Regions from separate parts of the Sus scrofa genome. Here region 2 is linked to region 1. The links are chromatin contacts, called in public HiChIP or PLAC-seq maps. All regions are on one chromosome and are shown on one strand. Each heading gives the region's core, a stretch centred on a gene start, on an enhancer-like site or on the middle of the called end of the contact. The rest is flanking DNA. Distances are from core to core; before and after follow the strand shown. Region 1 overlaps MACF1 (microtubule-actin cross-linking factor 1). Region 2 overlaps MACF1 (microtubule-actin cross-linking factor 1).

Region 1 (2,700 bases), core at 182-2,681:
AGGCAGAACTCCCAAGCAGGTCCATTTCAGCATTCTCTCCCTCCTCCCCCACACCCCCTGCTGCATTTCCCCAGCAGAGCTCTAATGCCAAAAGGGTTGGGGGGAAGGAGCATTTTACAGCTTTTTCATTAGTTTCCCTTCACTGGGTAGGTGTTGTAAACAAGCATGCTGGACCCGGTCATAAGAGCTGAAGTTTCCTCTCCTTCACATGAAAAGAAACTAAAGGCCCAATCACAAGGGCCACAGCTGAATAAAACAGGAGAAAGTGCTGCCCATGTAGTTTCTGGGAAAATCTCCATGTCTGTGGAAAGCACAACTGCTACACAAAGCCAAACCCCAGAACTGGATGTTAAAGATCAGAGCCGGGGGGCCTCCTAAGGCCACTGCATCCCTGGCTTCCACGTAAGGGGCACCTACACCAGTTAGGGAAATGCGGTCCACCGAGCCTCTGGGCCTGTCAAAACTTTCTCTGCAGGGTTTGGATGAAGCATTAACTTGCAGAACTTCTTAGCAAGAGAGCTTCCAGGACCGGAAATCCGAGCTCCAAAACAAATCTTTATTTGGGGGTGGGAGGTAAAAAGCAGTAGACCCCCGCCTCATCAGGCTCGAAGCCCAGGGGCTGGGGGTGGGAGGAGGCCTCGTCACCAAAACTGCACACTCACGGACCCCGGCGGATGCTCGCCCGCTGCCCCCCGACCCCCAAGTGACCGAGGTGGTTCACAGCCTCGGCTGCCATGCGACCGATCGGAGGCCGAGGGAGACAAAAGGGGGCGAGGGACCCTTGGCGGGCACGCGGAGGTCCGAGCCTCTCCAAGGACGGGTGGTTTCTCCCGCCCCGGCTCCTCCTCCTCCCCGCACTCCCCGCCGCGTTAGGTCTCCGAGCAGCTCCCGGCCTCGCCTCCTTCCAGCGGGGGCCAGATAACAGGGCACATAATGTAACTAGTGCTGTGAAGGCGCCGTCCCAGGTGGGAGAGGGCTCGGCGGCTCACCTCAACTCCGGAAACGAGCGGGCCCCGGCCCACGGCCGCTCCGGCCCGGCCCCAGCACCGGTGGGCGCCACCCCGCCCGCCGCCCCACCTGCCGCGGGCCCGGCTCTGGCCAGTCCCCGGCCCCGGCCGCCCGCCGCCGCACCTTTGTAGCGCTCCAGCACATCCTCGTACGCCTGCACGAACTCCTTCTCCTGGCTGCGGTTGGCCGGCTGCTGACCCGGCACGTAGCCGGCCATGGCCGCCCGCGCCGCGCTCTCCCGGGGCCCCGGCGGACGCCGCTTCCAGGCCCGCGCGCTGAGGCGGCGGCGGCAGCTGCCCCAGCCTCGGCCCTTTGTGCGGCCCGGGGGCGGCGGCGGCGCCCCGACTCTCGGCTCTCCGCTTCGCGCTCGCCTCGCCCGGCCTGCCGCTCGCGCTCGCTCCTGAGCCCGCTCGCCCGGCTGCTCGCGCTCCGCCGCCGGTCCCGCTGGCGTTTCCGCCTCCCCACCCCTCGGCTGCGCTCCTCCCTCAGCCCGCCCCGCCGGCGGCGGCGGCGGCGACGGCGGCGTCTCCTCCCGTCGGGAGCGCCAGGCCCGGCCCGCTCCCCGCCCCTCTCCCCGCCGCCCCCGCGGCCCGGCGCGTCATCGGCCCCGGGGCTGCCCACCCGGGTGCCCCCCACCCGGGGCTGCGGACCCCCGCCCGACCCGGACGGGAGGCCGGCCCCCGCGGGGGCGTTCCGCCGGAGCCCGGCCGGGTGGGAGGCCCCTGGCTGGTGGGATGAAAGGCCCGGCCGGCCGCAGCGGCGGGGAGAGGCCCGGGCCCACTCGGCGGGGCGGGCGGGTGGCCCAGGCGGCGCGGACCCGCACCCCGAGCCGGGACAAAGGAGGGAGCCCCCTGGCTGAAGAGAAACCGAGCTGGGCCTGTGCGGCGCTGGAGAAGGACCCAGCGAACCTGTAGGGAAGGGAGAGCCGAAGACCTAGATAGATCCCCAGGCTAGACAGGGTCAGAATGAGGCCGGGGGAGGCCAAGGGAACACTCAGACCACAAAGAACCCCAGGAACAAAGGGTTTTCCAGAAACTGAACTCGAAATGAGAGGGCAGACCCAGCTCCATGAAGTAAACCAGGCCAAGAATGAGGAGCCAGGGCCTGAGAAATGACACCTGAGGGAATGAAAACAGGATTCTGATTGCACGACGGGGTGCATGAGACAGGAGGACACAAATCTATAGGGAAGAGATGCAACAGGATTATTACACTGTGACAGCCATGGGAACAGAGAGGCTTAGATCAAAAGGGAGAGATGTGGGAACCTGAGGCTGAAGCAGGACTTCTACGGAACAAAGAAAAGGGTTCTGGAGCATAGCTGGGAGGGGAAGGAAAAGGGAAGCCAATTTTCCTCTGCCATCAGGGAAAAGGAAAGAGTGAAGAAAGGACTCTGGTAAATACCGTTAGGGAGGTACTGGGGACCACTTTGAGGCGGGAGTTCCCAACGTGCTCTGCTCCTCCAGTCAGTTCTGTATCCTTCAGTCCCAGAGTCATGGAGGGCACTGGGGCCAACCAAGAGCAGTGATTGAGGAACTCCCGTAAATGCAGGTGATCTTTTTGCCACATCTACCCCCATCCAGCCATTATCCTACCCAGCCAGGACAAGTCTATTGACTTGATTTGGGGGGGGGGATTGCAGGTGGAAAAGCAGTTGTAGGTTAAAAGGCTGGCTGACCTCATAATAACAGC
Region 2 (2,700 bases), core at 171-2,670, 75 kb before region 1:
AGGTGGTGACTTCTCAAGCGGTGTCATCACAAATTATCCTCCTGGGGCTCCCAAATCAAACTCACCCTAGAGAACATATCCCACTGAGTTCGTTGGCACTTCAGGTTAAAAGACTCTGCTAATGATTTGTTATTTCATGGAGAGATACAGAGAGAAGTGCCACAAGGAGGGAGGAGAAATAGTGCCAATGAGGGCCCTGGGAAGCCCAGCACCTTCCTCTAAGAAACAAGTTGTGTGATTCATGTCCTCTGTACCCCATCCCAAAGATCACTTTTACTTCCACAGTGTACCCAGTAGTATCATCCAAAAACAGAGGTTGCAACAATTAAAGGCAGAACCAAATAATACATAAAGCTTTCCTCCCTCCTTTTCTAATTTCAGGGGTTTTGTCTGTTTGTTTGGCTTGTTGCTTGTTTGTTACTTTTTCTTCTTGCTTATGATATATCTTAAAGAGAAGCAGTATCTCCTCTTCTTGGAAGAGTCTTATACTATCTAAAAGTCCCTATTTCCACCCCACTTTCAGATGAATGATTCATAAAGCATAAAAGCAGCAACTGATACTGTTAAGCCATCTCTCCCTGATATTTTGTGAGACCTGAATCCTAAGGCAGAATACTAGCAATAAATATCTTCTCTTTTACCTTCTGTAAACTGATTTAGCCTCCAACCTCACAATCACACAGACCCTGGTAGGTGTTAAAACACAGCGATGACCAGGAGCACTCCTCACAGTCGTAACATAAATGGGAGCCTCAACACCTAACCAATTTGAGTGCTTTGCAACATGAAAAGATACCAGCGCTTAACTATCCTTCCCCCTGACTCTTAAGTTTCCCCCACTTATCAGCTTCATCCATACACACCAAGGAAGGGCACTCAACTCAAAGAAAAAAAGAAAAAAAAGGAAACTTAACTAAGATTAGAGCACAGACCCAGCTCTTGCCAAAACACTGGAGGGAAGCAGTACTTCTGGCAATAAGGTAAAGTCCCTGGGATCCAACCCTCTAGTATCTAGGCAAGCTCTTGTATCTAACACACCAGGGGAAATGAGCCACCATGAATGTGTGATTTTCCACTCTCAGATATAGACCCTGCGAGCCATGGAGCTGATGCACAGAGTACAGGAACCCCTACACACAACGCATGTGAAATAAATCTACAACTCGCACAGAATGTCATGAGATGTCTCACCCAGATACAAACACAGTACACCCAAGACAGGCACAGGCTTGACCACATGCACTGAAGGCACTGAACAGCACACACCAGGGCTCAGGAGAAAGGAACTGAAAAACAGGTGACGCTTCCTGTGATCCATGCCAGTCAGCCATTCTGACTACCCAGGCAACCATACTATCTAGCACCTCCCTCAGCCCCTCAGTCAAGGTTCCTGTCTCCACCTGCTCCTGTGACATCGTCCTATCATTACATTTTCTTTGAAATTCCTTTGATGAAAAATGAGTCACCTCTTCCTGCCAACATAGGACTAAGCCTTTTCCAGGAAAGTCATTCTCATCTGTCAATCCTCTGGGGGCAGGGCGCCACCCAGCGGCTCCTCCAGCTACCTCCACACCTCCTAGGAAAGAATGCCTCAGAGCACGGTCAACAGCCTGGAGGAAAAATGTAAGAAATGAAAAGAAGTAAGGTTCTTGGTGGAGCCAGGAATGGGGTTTGGGACCCAAAACATAATCTATTCCAGGAGATACACAGTTGAAGGGATAAATAAGAAGTACCAGGGCAGGGCAAGGACAGTCACACTTAAAACTTGGAATGGCTTCAACCTCAGAGAACCCATCTTAAAAGGTTTGGTTCCTGATACAAAGCGCCATCAACTATTCTGTAAGAAGTAATTGCAAACCCACATTTCTTACCTTGAGGCTTTGGGGCAACAGTAATCTACCCAGTGCTCAAGACAGTGATGCTCTAACTTTGAGATTCATGGTGGCATAGATAAGGAGTCAAGTTTAAACTGACAAAATCCTAGTTAGACATACAAATCACCCTAAATTTGGGGGGTAAAAGCTTTACTGAACTTCATTCACATAACACCTAATCCATCCTTTTAAAGTATATCATTCAGTGGATCTTAGAATATTCACAGAGTTGGGCAACCATCACCATCATGTAATGTTAGAACATTTCATCACCCCAAAAAGAAACCCTATGTCCATTAGCAGTAACTTCCTAACCCACCTTCCCCTAAACTCTGGCAACCACTAATCAATCTACTGTCTCTATGAATCTGCCTATTCTGTATAATGGAATCATACAGTATGTGGTCTCTGGTGTCAGGCTCCTTTCACTTAGAGCAGAATGTTTTCAAGTTGGCTCCTTTTGCTTAGCATAATATCTAATGTGATCCATGTTAGTATCAATTATTATTTCATTTCTTCTCATTGCCGAATAAATATTCCATTGTATGGATATGCCACATTTTGTTTATCCTTTCATCAACTGATGGATATTTAGGTTGTTTCTACTTCTGAGCTATTATGAATAATGCTGCCATGAGCATTTGTGTACAAGTTTTGTTGGATGTATATTTTCATTTCTTTGGATATATGCTTAGTAGAACTGCTGGATCATGTGGCAACTCCAACTTTTTGAGGAAGCACCAAATTGTTTTCCAAAGCAGTTCTACAGTTTTACATTCCCACCACCAATATAGGAGGGTTCGAATTTCTCCATATCTTCATGTGC

The links. HiChIP or PLAC-seq counts read pairs in DNA pulled down with a chosen protein or histone mark.
Region 2: a contact with region 1 is called in an H3K27ac HiChIP or PLAC-seq map of alveolar macrophages. The contact joins two enhancer-like sites. A contact is called at or near these places in 2 of 5 promoter capture datasets (fetal liver and liver), 28 of 47 Hi-C or Micro-C datasets (adipocytes, adipose tissue, alveolar macrophages and 16 more) and 2 of 2 datasets of contacts at active chromatin or transcription factors (alveolar macrophages and skeletal muscle).

Annotation. Positions count from the first base shown.
Region 1 is chr6:94,978,067-94,980,766 of Sscrofa11.1, reverse strand. All of the region lies in intron 2 of MACF1 (microtubule-actin cross-linking factor 1), which reads right to left. Among named protein-coding and RNA genes, the nearest start is that of MACF1, 19 kb to the right of the region's middle. Within about 2 kb of position 1,431, at least 55 of the 83 cell types and tissues checked have an H3K27ac peak or open chromatin away from gene starts, as enhancers often do. A contact at or near this core is called in alveolar macrophages and fetal liver, where this site is marked.
Region 2 is chr6:95,052,946-95,055,645 of Sscrofa11.1, reverse strand. The region is part of intron 2 of MACF1 (microtubule-actin cross-linking factor 1); the gene reads right to left. Among named protein-coding and RNA genes, the nearest start is that of MACF1, 94 kb to the right of the region's middle. Within about 2 kb of position 1,420, at least 11 of the 83 cell types and tissues checked have an H3K27ac peak or open chromatin away from gene starts, as enhancers often do. A contact at or near this core is called in alveolar macrophages and fetal liver, where this site is marked.